Regions from separate parts of the Mus musculus genome. Here region 1 is linked to region 2. The links are chromatin contacts, called in public Hi-C maps. All regions are on one chromosome and are shown on one strand. Each heading gives the region's core, a stretch centred on a gene start, on an enhancer-like site or on the middle of the called end of the contact. The rest is flanking DNA. Distances are from core to core; before and after follow the strand shown. Region 1 overlaps Gin1 (gypsy retrotransposon integrase 1). Region 2 overlaps Ppip5k2 (diphosphoinositol pentakisphosphate kinase 2).

Region 1 (7,110 bases), core at 2,677-5,176, 76 kb after region 2:
TTTATAATAAATCTGTTCCAGTGTGAACTCTCAGCTTTTGTCCCTATTCTGTCTTAAGATAGAAAACTGTCAAATCAGCCAGGCTGTGGTGGTGCACATCTTTAATCCCATTGCTTGGAAGGCAGAGGCAGGTGGATCTCTGAGTTTTAGGCCAGCATGGTCTCCAGAACAAGTTCCTGCCGGGGCAGCCAGGACCACACAGAGAAGCCCTGTCTTGAAAAAACACAACAAGCAAACAAACAAAAACCAAACAAAAAGAGAAAGAGAGAGAGAGAGAGAGAGAGAGAAAGGAAGGAAAGAGGGAGGGAGGGAGGGAGGGAGGGAGGGAGGGAGGGAGGGAGGGAGGGAGGGAGGGAGGGAGGAAAGAAGGAAGGGAGGGAGGAAGGAAAGAAAGGAAAGAGCTGAGCAGGGGTGGCACACACCTTTAATCCCAGCACTCGGGAGGCAGAGGGAGGCAGATTTCTGAGTTCGAGGCCAGCCTGGTCTACAGAGTGAGTTCCAGGACAGCCAGGGCTATACAATGAAACCCTGTCTTGAAAAACCAAAAACAAACAAACAAAAAAAGGAGGAAAAGAAGAAAGGAAGGTGTCAAATCTAAATAGCAGGAACTTAAACCCAAACTGTAAGCATTCTAAATGTTCCTGTACAGCATTCAGTCAAACAGCCATCAAGTGGTTACAATTTGAGAAAAGATGTCCTTTTAAAAATCATGCTGTTTATAGCTGGGGTGTGGGGAGCAGGTGTGGCGGCAGTCCCAAAAGTGCCAGGCACTGCAGCTAAGTCTTATGACTTGCACCTGACTTCCTCATATAAGCCACAAACATCTTGAGAGCTGCACAGGTGTACCAGGATACTGGTGAATCCATTTTGATGGAGATATGCCCCTGCTGCCCTGATTAGCTGAAGCTGTGTGCCTGGTGAGGTGGCGTGGCCTGCTGTGCGTGGATGGGAACTGAGAGTATATAAGAGTGAGAGGCCCGGGTTAGAGGGAGGATTATTATTCGAGAGAGGATTACTATTAGTGGGGAGATATATAAACAGGGGAGATATAAAAACAAGGGAGATATAAACAAGGGAGATATAAACAAGGGGAGATATAAAAACAGGGGAGATATAAACAGGGGAGATATGAACAAGGGAGATATAGAGAAAGAAGAAACAGGACTGAATAAACGTGTGCAGAAGGATCCTGTAGCAGCGTCGTTCTTCCTGGCCTGTTGAGCGCGCGCAACAGTTGGTGCTGAAACCCGGGAAGAAAAACTCGGGACGGGACGAGAAGACCTGGGACGAGAAACCCAGGAAAAGAAACATCTTCAGGCAAGAGCGAAGACCCCCTGCTACAGGGAGGATTCAGAACTGCATCACGGGGAAGGAGTGGTTAATAAAAGTTCCCGTAAAACAGACTGTTGAGAAGGATCCGGCGTGGATTCAGAACTCTTCAGCTGGGGAACGGTACTGATGAAGAGAAAGAAGAAAGATGAGGACTGAATAAACTGCTGTTAGAAGGACTGGTGGTCGTGTCGTTCTTGCTGGTCGAGAGTGGACGCGACAATTGGTGGCCCGTACGGGGAACCGACTCCCCCACCGAGTTCAGAACTTTCAGCAGTCAGTGGTTGCAGGCAGGGTAAGTTCACGGTGAGTGAAACTTGCGACCCCAGGAGTTTGGGAAGGACCTCGGATAAAATAGAGGTGAGCATAAAGTTGCCAGGAAGTAGGCACAAAGTAACCCAGGAGTTTGGGAAGGACCTCGGATAAAATAGAGGGGAATATAAAGTTGCCAGGAAGCAGGCACAAGGTAACGAAAGGTTCCCGGCTTTGGGACAAGTTAAGGTTCCCGGCTTTGGGACAAGTTAAGGTTCCCTGTTTGGGGACAAGTTAAGGAACTATGATAACCTCAGTGTAGTGATCAATAGATCCTCGCTGTGTAGTTATGCTTTTTTCTCCCATTGACCCTTTGTGGGTAGGTCTGATAGTTTTGGTCTTGTTTGTTCTGATATATGGACTCTGTTACTGTTTGAATCAAGAGGCAGTCAAGACAGGTCAGAAAATCCTTACAGAGCAACAAGAAAGTATGTCGGAAAAGGAGAAGGGCTTAAAAAGAAAAAGGAAAAAGAAAGACAGTGTTATCAGGTGGACAGAAAGGACAAAATAAAAGAGCCGAGGTGGAGGAGGAAGGCGAATTAGCTTTTGTGCCGCCTCCCTATGCCTCCTCAGCAGCCACCTGTAGGTGGACCTTCTGTCCAGAGATTTGGCTATTGACTCCCCAGATGGACACACAGGTGATTGAGGTTATGGTCTCATTACCACGAGGTATTGTGTCCATCTCCCCTGGGATCGAGTAGATCAGGTGTTGACGTGGGCGAGAGGGTCTGTTTGTGTGTTTCCACAGGACCAGACTGAACCTCTTTGGGTGGTGGAGAGATTGGTGAGACGCTACAAGAATGAGGCTCCTGATCCAGTTGCCCCGTGGATGTGGTGGATGATCCCACAAGCACAAACGATGGAGCCGAGATGGGAGATCCTTTCGGTATTCCAGAAGCCGATACCAGCTCGACATGACATTCAAATTTTTCCACGCTTTTTGATCCCTGAATTCCCCCTAAAGAGATAGCCCCGCTGGCCATCTATCCCTTGCTTCAGGGAAGATGAGCGGGGATGAGAGCCCTGGGATGTATGCTTGTTATAGTGTGTGTGTGTTTTGTGTTTGGCACATGTGTTAGGTGCAGAGTGTGCGACCCGCACTTTCGCCATGGTAGCGTAGGCTTTTGCTGCAGTGGAGGCGGGACAATCTCCTCAGATTCGGTTTGCCGCTCTAAAAGAAATTATGCTGCGTTATGCCGTGGGGTGCGAGGCTAAGCACTGCACAGAGGATAGCTTGCTGTTGGCATCCTGTGGAAGGTATGTCTGATTGCATGAAGGTTCAGTGTCCTAGTTCCCTTCCCTCAGGAAAAACGACACGGGAGCTGGCCAAGACCTCTCTGGGTGATGAGCCTAAGGGATGGTTTTGTGTAGGGCCCCTATGCTTGCACACTGGGGATCAGACCTCTACCTTCACCCATGAGGCTTGCTTGCAGCAATTAAGATCTGGCCATAGGTTAATTAATATCCTGGCCTTTTGATGCACCTGCCGCAAGCAAAACACAATCTCCCCAGGAGTGGCTTGGCATGATAGAGAGGTAATCAGTGATAAGACTCCCTGGGCATGTCACCAACCTAAGACAGGGATCAAACCAATGCTGTTTGTCACCCAAGGACGGGTAAGGGGCATGGCTGCTGGGGGCTATCTACAGACATTCTCTCTGCCAAAAAAGAAAAAAGGGGGAATTGTGGGGAGCAGGTGTGGCGGCAGTCCCAAAAGTGCCAGGCACTGCAGCTAAGTCTTATGACTTGCACCTGACTTCCTCATATAAGCCACAAACATCTTGAGAGCTGCACAGGTGTACCAGGATACTGGTGAATCCATTTTGATGGAGATATGCCCCTGCTGCCCTGATTAGCTGAAGCTGTGTGCCTGGTGAGGTGGCGTGGCCTGCTGTGCGTGGATGGGAACTGAGAGTATATAAGAGTGAGAGGCCCGGGTTAGAGGGAGGATTATTATTCGAGAGAGGATTACTATTAGTGGGGAGATATATAAACAGGGGAGATATAAAAACAAGGGAGATATAAACAAGGGAGATATAAACAAGGGGAGATATAAAAACAGGGGAGATATAAACAGGGGAGATATGAACAAGGGAGATATAGAGAAAGAAGAAACAGGACTGAATAAACGTGTGCAGAAGGATCCTGTAGCAGCGTCGTTCTTCCTGGCCTGTTGAGCGCGCGCAACACTGGGGAATGCATTTAAGCTGAGAAGTGAGATGATCAGGCATCAGATGAGGAGGACTGTCCAGACCGGTCCACTCCCATTTCTTGTCCATGCTTCTGTGCCTTCACACCATCTGCCCTCCTACCTATCGCCGTTAAACAAAAGACTCTTACCATAATGAGGAAGTATTGTGGTTTTGTTCTACATTTTTTTTCTTAGAAGTTGGTTGAAAATACTTTCCTAACTGAGATTCTGGAAATGTTTTAAAAATAATACCTTCTATAAATTAGTCAGCAGTGGTTCTCAACCTTCCTGATGCTGTGACGCTTATAGTTTCTCATGTTGTGGTGACCTCAACCATAAAATTATTTTATTACTTCATAGCTGTCATTTTGCTACTGTTATAAATCGTACTATAGCTCTTTGATATGCAGGTTATATGATATGCAACCCCCAAGGGGTCTCAGGCCACAGGTTGAGAAACACGGACATTGCATGAAGGTTCATGGTACCTAGGCTTTCCCTAGGTAGTGGGAAGGTTTCTGCCATCCTTATTTTTTTTATTAAAATTGCAGTTTAGCAAATATTAGTGAAATAGACGAATGAATAAACTGTAGAATAAAAATTGTAGGAAGAAATATCATTTGTATGTATACTTTATTACATAGTTCCATGGTGGCTTAAAATTATGGAAAAGGAGAATATTGCATGATAGTTCATTTGAGGTTAGTTTTTCCTTTTTGTATTCTTCCTTTTTTTTTAAAGATAAGCTCTTATTATATAACCCAACTTGAATTTATTTATTTATTTATTTATTTATTTATTTTGGGGCCATTGTTGTGCTGATTCTGTGACTATGGCAGCTCTGCAGCGTCTAAACTAGCCACCACAGCTAGTTGTAGAAATTTTTTGTCAGCTAAAGATAAAATAATAGAAAACTTACTTGAGATCTTGATTCAGTATATATTTGCATATGAACCAGAATTCCATTTCATTTGCGTAAGAGCCTACTGAGACCGTCGTTTAGTCCAAGTAGCAGGGAAGAGCCCCTGTGCTGCGGCTCTTTGGACTTACTAGCTGCACAGCTGCTGCCACTGGTAATTGCCTGGTGTTCCAAATAAAAGGTATCATTTAAAGGAATTTCTAAGACACACAGTACCTGTTGACCATGTTAAGATTCTGCTTTATAAAACTGATTTATGTTATAGTGAATATTTTAACATTTATATGTATTTTCCTTATTGTGTGCCTCTCTGTAGGTATATGCTTGTCAGCATTGCCAAGTAGCAAAAAATACAGTTATCGTAGCACCTCAGCAGCACCTTCCCATGGTGGGAAACCCGTGGAGTGTAGTTACTGTTGATCTGATGGGACCTTTCCATACAAGCAACAGAAGTCATGTGTATGCTATAATCATGACAGATTTGTTCACAAAATGGGTTATGATTTTGCCTTTATGTGATGTTTCAGCATCAGAAATTTCTAAAGCTATTATCAATATATTTTTTCTATATGGACCTCCTCAGAAAATAATAATGGACCAAAGAGATGAATTCATTGAACAGGTAGGAAAAGTACTCACATTCGGGAGCATGTATCACTCTTTCAGTGTCTGGCACACCGTGCTTTGTGTTTTAGAGGGTGTTTAATACACTGAAATAAATTTCTGTAAATATGGAGGTAGATAATGTATACTACTAGATTTTGTTGTAAACCTATCTTTTGATCTCTTTAAACTAAAATGAGATGATTGGATCAAATAATACTTTTTTACTTGAAGCTTAAGAACAACTAAAAATAAAAATATAATAAAATGATGTTAACGAGTGCTATAATTGAACATATTTATATCATGTTAAAATATTAAGAATAATTTTATATGTGCATATTATATATTTACATAGGTAGCTGTGATAATATGTATACTAACTAAATATGTATATGTATATATACATACTAATATGTAGACAAACGAAAAGTCTTCACTAATGTTGCACATTAACATAGCACACTAAGTCATTCATTAGGCACATATGGTATGTGAAGCACAGTAGGGGAAAAGTGGAAAACAGCTAGTAGAAGTAGATTCCTCAGTCCTTCTTTCATTTCAACCATTAAGTGAATTTATGAATACAAAATCTAAATTTCACCAAGCTACCCATAGTGGTCACGTAACTCAAGAGTCTTACAGCCTCCCACCTAAGAGTTGGTGAGGAGTCATACTCAGGTGCAAGCAATAAAGAATTCCTCTTCCTTTCCCAAGATCACAATTGAAATAGAAGTTTTGTACTCACATAAAAGAGAAGGTTAGCGTGAAAGTTGAGCATCAGTGGGACCCAGGCTCCACACTACTCTTCTATCTTTGGAGTGGAATTGTCAGTCTTGTGCTAACAGTAGAGCCACCAGAGCCCAGGTCATAATATTTATATTACAGTTAACAAGAGAGGACAGGGAACAAAAAAGCTAGTGCTTGCCGAGTTTGTACAGCAATTTTAATTTAAATTTTTTTCTACTATAGCTTTCATGTGACCATGTCTACCCTCTGAGGGTCTTGGGGAAAGTGTGTTTGGTTGGAGAGATAGATAGATAGATAGATAGATAGATAGATATACATATACATACATACACATACATACATATACAGAGAAACTTATCAGTGGAAGGTTAGCTAAATTAAACTAAATAATAACACAGCAACAACAACTGGGATCATCAAGGCAGAAAAATAGTTGTTTTACATTACTTACTTACAGTGTCTGAATTAAAAAGTGACATGATCACAGAGTTAGTTTTGAATTCTGTTTTTCCTTAAGGTGCTTAGACTACCAAAGCTTAATTAATAAGCTTCTGTCTTTAAAATGAAGTTAGTAATACATCATAAAATTGTCTTAGCATGTTATGACAAAAATGTAAGACAAAACTAATATGTGGATCAGACTCAGTCTGTAGGACTTTACCCAAATGCATGTGTTTTATCTAAATGCCTGTGGCCAATGGAAGACAAAATCTGGGTTTCTTGAAATTTTTTTAAGCCAGAGGGAAAGTGTGAACTTTAAGCAGTCTGTTTTCTTTTCATATTTTTTAGATCAATGTAGAACTATATAGATTATTTGGTGCAAAAGAGATTGTAATTTCTCGTGCTTCTGGAAGTGTTAATCCAGCTGAAAACACACCTAGCACCATCAAAACATTCCTCTCCAAACACTGTGCCGACCACCCCAACAGCTGGGATGAGCATCTGCCAGCCCTTTCCTTTGCCTTCAATGTCACTCACTTGGTAGGTGCCTTTTTTATTATTCATT
Region 2 (6,749 bases), core at 1,272-3,771:
CAATGAACTATACAAACCTTTTGCAAGAGATCTTGATATTAGTTTTAAAGCAAAGCCCATTGTAAATAATATGCCAACTCCTACAAAAGATTCCAACTAATAGAACATATGAATACAAAGTAATAGGCCATAAACTCAACTACATAACTACTTAGTGTCCAAAACATGCAATAGGGTAAAGTGATATTTTAGGATAAAAGTCAAATGTAAAGTGGCCATAAATAATTTATATGTGCTAGGAAACAGCCACAAAGAAAGAGTAAGGAAAAACCAGAGATTAAAACGATGGAGAGAAATTCCTAAGTGGAGATTTTAATTTTGCTATTTCTATCTGTAACATAGTGCAAAGGTCAAAGGGGAAGTAACTAGTGCATCTCACTGATATATATACGAACAGTGATTCATTAAAAATATATAGCATACATTAAGGAATGTATTTTATAATCTTATATTCTAAAGAGAGAAATTGGATCTTCCATAAACATGAATAGAAATATGATGGAGCTTTGAGTGATAACATTTTGGTACCCAGCTTTCTAGAAAAAGGGAAACCAGAGGCATACATTTCAGTAGGTATGGCAGCATGAGAGAGGGGCTAGAGCTGGGGCTACTGCAGTGGGGGTCCCACCACCCGTACAATAACAGGGTACTCCATGCTGTTCAAACAATGAAAGGAGAATGGTGTTAATAAAGCAGCTTGACCAGTTCCCCGGAGAGACAGAGAGCCTTCTAGGGAAGCTTGAACAGCAAACAAGTGAAATCTTGGCTCTACTCTAGCATGAAACTACATTAACAGTAGGCAGTAAAAACTATAGAGAAACCTGGAGAGTCCTGGTCAAAACACTTTCTCATTAGCTAATGAGGTTGGTTTTTTAAATTAAAAAGGTGAGAATTTCATAGCTGATTATTGTATTTACATTTCTTCCACTCTCAATTCCCCCCACGTCCTTAAAATCCCCATTCCCTCAAATCCATGACCTCTCATGATTGTCCCATGCTTCTGTCCATCTATCCATCGATTGAACTTGCTAAGTCCAGTTAGTATCGCTTGCGTATACATGTGTTTTGGGCCTGGATCAGGAGGCTCATCCATTTATTCTGGAGAACATGTATTCTCTATGTACCCAATGATTGCCTGTAGCCCTTCGAGAGGTGAGGCCTTGTGAAACTTTCCCCACGCATGTCACCATGTCAACGGATGTAGTCATTATTCAAGTCTTGTTTAGGCCACAGTATTGCTGAATCTTCATGTTCCCTGGTCAGGCTTCCTGCTCTTCCAGTCTTTCTGCCCTCTCTTCTGCAATGTCCCCTCAACCTCAGGCGTGTAGGGGGTTGCATTGTTAACTTAATGCTTATTAATTGGCATCTGGCACTCCACAGTCAGTTGTTCTCTGCATTAGGACCCGATGTAGATTTCCGTAACAATCTCCATATACTACAATAAGAATCTGCTGATGAGGTAAGAGAGCTGTACTTATCTGTTGGGAAAATGATAAATATTTAGACTGTATTTATAAAGGGGCCCATGACATCTGCAGTCACAGGTAGGTAACTTGGTTCCTAGTACTAGGCAGGACTTCCCTTCAGTGAGTGGAGCCTCAAGTCCAACTACACAGCTATTGGTTTCTCCCAAGATAGAAGTACTACTGTTGTACTTGCTGGGGTAGTCACTGTTGTGATTCATGAGTTTATAGCTGGTGAGGACTAACATCTTACCTACCTTGGCAGCTTTTGTAGAACCTTTGGATACTGTTATCTCTAGTCCCCAGGGTGATTCCCTCAAGTCCTATGTCCAACATGTGTGCTATCTTCAGCAATAGATCCTTCAGGTTCTGGGAGGCAACCTAGGGCAATAGTAATGCTTTGGCAATCTCTTGGTCTACTCGGACCAACAACTTGAGAATAAGCTTTCCATTCCTGGAACTGTTTGTTTGTTTGTTTGTTTTGTTGTTGTTGTAGTTAGACAGGCTATGGCTTTTGGAGGAAGTATTATTACCCCAGGTGGCATAAGGCATAATTCAATTTAAGTTTTTTATACATATTTATACTTAAACAGAAAATAATGGCTTCCTATGGCCTTTTCAAACATCCTTACTGCTATTTACGCTCCCCTCTCCTTCTCCCTCTGTACAAGTCCGGCCTCCAGTTAAGGGCTCCCAACAGTCCTGAGTTTTACATCAGATTCCTCTTGAAACTTTAAACTTTCTTCATTGCTGTCACCTATCGTGTTTTTTGAGCTGTACAAATATCGAGCACAGGGCCACGTGCTCTGCCACATCACAGTTTCCTTTCTGTCTCAATTTTCTGTTTGTCTTAAAATGTCCAGTATACTTCTTTTTAATACATGATAGCTGTGTATTAACAAATTCCCTCTTGAGTTTATTAGTCATACAGAATGGACTATGTACCTCATTAAAAGCAGGCCAGCAGGGCCTGCCAACAGGCTATTAGGCCTGAGATATAGGATTCCTGAGGGTTAAGGAATGAATGATAAATTATCAAGACTAACAAACAGCTCAGGGTGACTTGACAATTCCTCAAGCTTGACTTCCTCATTTCTTTGCTGGCTGGAAAAGTGGGCAGCAAAAAATAAAACCAAACAAACCCAACCCCAAAATAAATAAACAAATAAAAAATAAACATGTTTTAGCACTTAAAAAACTCTCAAACCCCACATCTCCTGAGTACTGGTAGAAACAGCTATTTCAGACAAACTTCCATAAATGGTGGTGATGTTATTTTGCTGTTATGAAATTGACTCTCTGATAGTGTGTTTTAAAAAACAATTCTATGATTCTTGCAAAGAGATGAGCATACAAAGCAACAGTATTGATTGGGGTGAATAAGGTAAAGCCGAAATTACTGATTAATACTGAGGAAAGCGAGTGCTAACATACTTCATAAGGCAGAGGACAATACACTGCTATGTGTATGCTCACTCATGAGTTTTATTGAATAGTACTTAATGTAAAATGCTGCTGGGGATTTTCTATTTCAAAACATAAAAGAAAGAACACAAATAAAATGCTTTAAATTCAAGTCACTCTTATTCTAAAAAGAATTTTAATTCATTCCACTTAAAAAATAAAAGTAGTCTCCTCACCCCCCATGAGTACATTAATCACATATTCACACACAGAGAACATACATACATTCGATTGTTTACAAGATTTACCACCATATAATCCATTTACATTCAAGTGAAGTATATATGTACTTATTTATTTGTATATATTTGGAGCTTCTGTATCTCATCCCTTTTTAAACAACCAAGATAATATAATACGCCTATTCTCTAGAAGTCAGTTCATGTAAGATTATTTAAGGTTAGAAGTCTCTTTTGAAGAATTACACTAACTATACAATAAGGGTCCAGTACTTCTAAACATAAGCTTGAAGCTACAGCTTACTACCTTAAGTTGCATTATAGCCAATGTTTGAGATTTTTATTTAGCAGGTTGTTTAGTTTGTGAGTAATTTAAAATATTTCAAACAATTACTTGTGCATCAGGGAGAAAGAGCACCAAGGAGAATGATGTCCTTTTATTTAAATATTAGACGAAATTACAATAGTCATCTCCATCTTTCTTCCAAATCTCATCATTTGTAAACACCATTTACTTACTACAAATGTTCAATCTTTTGAGTTTTCTTGGTGAAATCATCAAATACACTGGACATAAGAATGGAAACACAAGAACTATACCCTGGATGACACTTATGAACAGCAGAACTCGCATCATAGACCTGAGTCCATAGGTCTCAAGAAAAACTCAGAAAATCACGTGTAAGATTTACAAATTTAGCAGTTACAGTTCATAAAAAGAAACTCTAAAAAATTGCCTCTCTTGCTAATACAAAAAAAAAAAAAAACCTTTTCTTGGTGAACCAAGAAATTTTTCTTGATGGTAAAGATATGTATAAAGAAAATATTTTCTACAGATTAACTTGTAAATTTATGTGTATAAAGGTATAGTTCTCCCACCTGCATTTGTAATATTTTAAATAATTCACAATAAAAAATTCAAAGCACAAATTGAAAAAATAATTCATGGTCTATATAATCCAGTCAATAAATATTGCAGCATATGTTACTGTAGCAATGACAAAAACATTGTAATGTAAATGGTCAACGAGATCTCTTTGGAAATGTACTTTTTAAAAAAAGTCATCAACACATGATCTTTGCCTGTCCAATCCCACTCGCTAAGTGTAATTCTGTAGAAATGCATGTGTGTAGAGGCACCTGAAGAGAGTGCACTTTGGTACCAGTCAGCCGGGTTCCTGTGTCCTTTGTCTCTGCCACAGGCACATGGGAATCATCACAGTGACAGCAATAGCAGTTGTCATGAATTTCCTTACACAAAGCGGACAGACATTCTTTTGAACATTTCTAGATCCTGCCAGAGCTCCTTGTTTGAATAAAAACAGGAGGTCCTCTAGCTTTCGAGGTGTTTAAAGAAATACACAGATGTATAAAGTAAAGCATGATAACACATGAATCACTGGCTCTGACCAGCTTCAGTCAAGGTTTCTTAGACATTCTTTTTGCTAAGCAACAAGTCCCTTTATAAGCATGGAAACTTTCGGTTCTGGTGTGTGCTCATCTTTTCTTCCCAGTGCTTTTCTTGGGTTCATGCCCCTCGGTTTTGCTATTTATGCTCTTCTTCCGAGATGAGGTATGGGGAGCCATTGCCTGAGATGGTCCGCCGGCTGCTATACAAACAGAAGAAAGAACCAGTGCCGTTGGGATTTGCACCAATCAACAGGGTTAAGAGAACGCTGGTGGGCGATGTGGCTGTATGCGCTACAGTTATGATAAAACATTGCAGGCTTTCAATATGACACTAATGTTTTACAAGTCAACACAAATACAGAAAAGTAACGACAAACAGGCTGTGTTCCTAAAACCAGCTTTTTATAGTTCACTCTATATTCTTCATAGCAAATATTCATTTCCATCATAAGTACAATCCATTCTATTAATCTCATTCATCCTTGTTGCCAGGTCTTTCCCCTTAGCTCCAGATATAGAAATACAACTGCCAATTAGAACTGTCTCTGCTTATATTTGAAAGGAAATTTAAATGAAACTTGCTTAAAACTGGATGTAATTCCCTCTCTAGGAACCATATCCTCTTATGCCTTCCATCTCATTCCTATGCCAAGATGGAAGGCTGGAAGGCCAGAAGCCCTCCCTCTCAACTCAGAACCAACATCAGAGTCAGGCCTAGTCAGAGAGCTAATCTCAGTGTAGTTACAGCTCTACTTTACTGTACAGGCACATGTCTGTCAGGCTGACATTTCTTCATATGACCCACAATTGCTTGGCCACAGACAGAAAGAACAACCTTAACGATGGTGTTATCAGGATAGCAGAAAGTGACAGAATCGGACAGTTACTGGAGCAGAATCAACTTGTGTGAGGAGAAAGCAGCACAGCGTGGTCCTCCATCACTCCTTCCTAACACCTTTTATCTGAGAATCGTTCTCAAGGTCCATCACAGAACTTGGCTAAATCTCCAGCATAACAGTGAGTCTTACTAGTATAAAGAAACAGATGACAACTACATCTGACAGGAAGGGTGAGACTAACTCACCCTTGAACTGTGATTAATCTATTGCATGCACAGAAAGCCTCAGGTAGCACAGACAACAAGAAAAGAATTTAATACATGAGCTGTCAGCCACTTCAGGGACATCATCTTAAAATCTGAGTTTGGCAAATTTACCTCTTTACTTTTAAAATAAAACAATATGCTTTGGAGACATATTATTGAAATAGCAGAGTCCAAAGCTTCTATAACATAACATTTATAATGTCTAGGATTTAAAAGTTACTTAACACACAAGATTAATGTACAGTATTATAAATATTTAATGTAGAAAGGAATAGAAAAACATCTTTCTTGTAAAGGATAAAACTGACAGACTATCAGAAAATGAATAATTTAAAAACAATTTTTAAAGCAGTAATTTCATGATCTATGTTGAAATAAATCATTATGTTTAATAAATAAAAACTGAGAAAGAAAAATTAAGAAGAATCAAATAGAATGCTTTAAATTTAAGAGTAAAAAAGAAAATAACCGAAATAAAAGCTGGTTGGATTTAAAAGCAACTTGAGGGCATCAGAAGAATAAAGAGCAGTGAGAATCACCACGCAAACACAATGGAGAAGGAAAGCGGGCAGAGGAAGAGGCAGCCACAGTCACTGCTGAAAGTCAGTCACAGGCACAGACGGGCATGGCACAGGCAGAGCAGGCTGAATGTGTGCTGTGCGCAGGGCACACTTCAAATTAGCCAGAGCTCACAGAAACAGTGGGAACCAAAGAGACGGAGCCATCGGTATGACTGCCAAATGCTTCCTCCTATGCACTGTTTTGGATGATATACAGTTAGACCATGAAATGCTAAGAACATGTATTTAAAGAAATCAATAAAATCCTGAGGAAAAAAATCAAAAAGGCAACACACATATCTAAGTGAAATTCTGTAGATTATTGAATTAGTTCAAAATAAAGCATAAAAGAATAAGCATGAGATAGAATGAAAAAACAAAACCAAAAAACCAACAACAAATAAGGAAAGTTTGTGAATAATTACACTGAGGGTCAATGGAAACCAAGAGAAGAAAGCATTCAATAAAGCAAGCAGAGTAACAAGTGGAAGAAAGTCTTTTATAAAGTCCAAAAACTGGAAACAAAAAGGCAGAAGACAACTGCTAGTACCTGAGCTACTAAGACAGT

Evidence for each region. Hi-C and Micro-C count contacts between places; a contact is called where the count stands out from the background.
Region 1: a contact with region 2 is called in a Hi-C map of the HPC-7 cell line, with 1.7 times the contacts expected there. The contact joins two enhancer-like sites. A contact is called at or near these places in 5 of 39 promoter capture datasets (the C10 cell line, the HPC-7 cell line, fetal liver and 2 more), 3 of 484 Hi-C or Micro-C datasets (the G1E-ER4 cell line, the HPC-7 cell line and round spermatid), 1 of 115 datasets of contacts at active chromatin or transcription factors (embryonic stem cells) and 3 of 9 other capture datasets (adipose tissue, liver and pancreatic islet).

Annotation. Positions count from the first base shown.
Region 1 is chr1:97,777,860-97,784,969 of GRCm38.p6, forward strand. It overlaps Gin1 (gypsy retrotransposon integrase 1), which reads left to right. Exons shown (of 8, transcript NM_026250.3): 4 at 5,068-5,373; 5 at 6,894-7,085. Among named protein-coding and RNA genes, the nearest start is that of Gin1, 11 kb to the left of the region's middle. Within about 2 kb of position 3,927, at least 10 of the 459 cell types and tissues checked have an H3K27ac peak or open chromatin away from gene starts, as enhancers often do. A contact at or near this core is called in the HPC-7 cell line, where this site is marked.
Region 2 is chr1:97,703,115-97,709,863 of GRCm38.p6, forward strand. It overlaps Ppip5k2 (diphosphoinositol pentakisphosphate kinase 2), which reads right to left. Exons shown (of 28, transcript NM_173760.5): 28 at 2,929-4,716. The coding sequence ends at 4,604. Among named protein-coding and RNA genes, the nearest start is that of Macir, 44 kb to the left of the region's middle. Within about 2 kb of position 2,522, at least 16 of the 459 cell types and tissues checked have an H3K27ac peak or open chromatin away from gene starts, as enhancers often do. A contact at or near this core is called in the HPC-7 cell line, where this site is marked.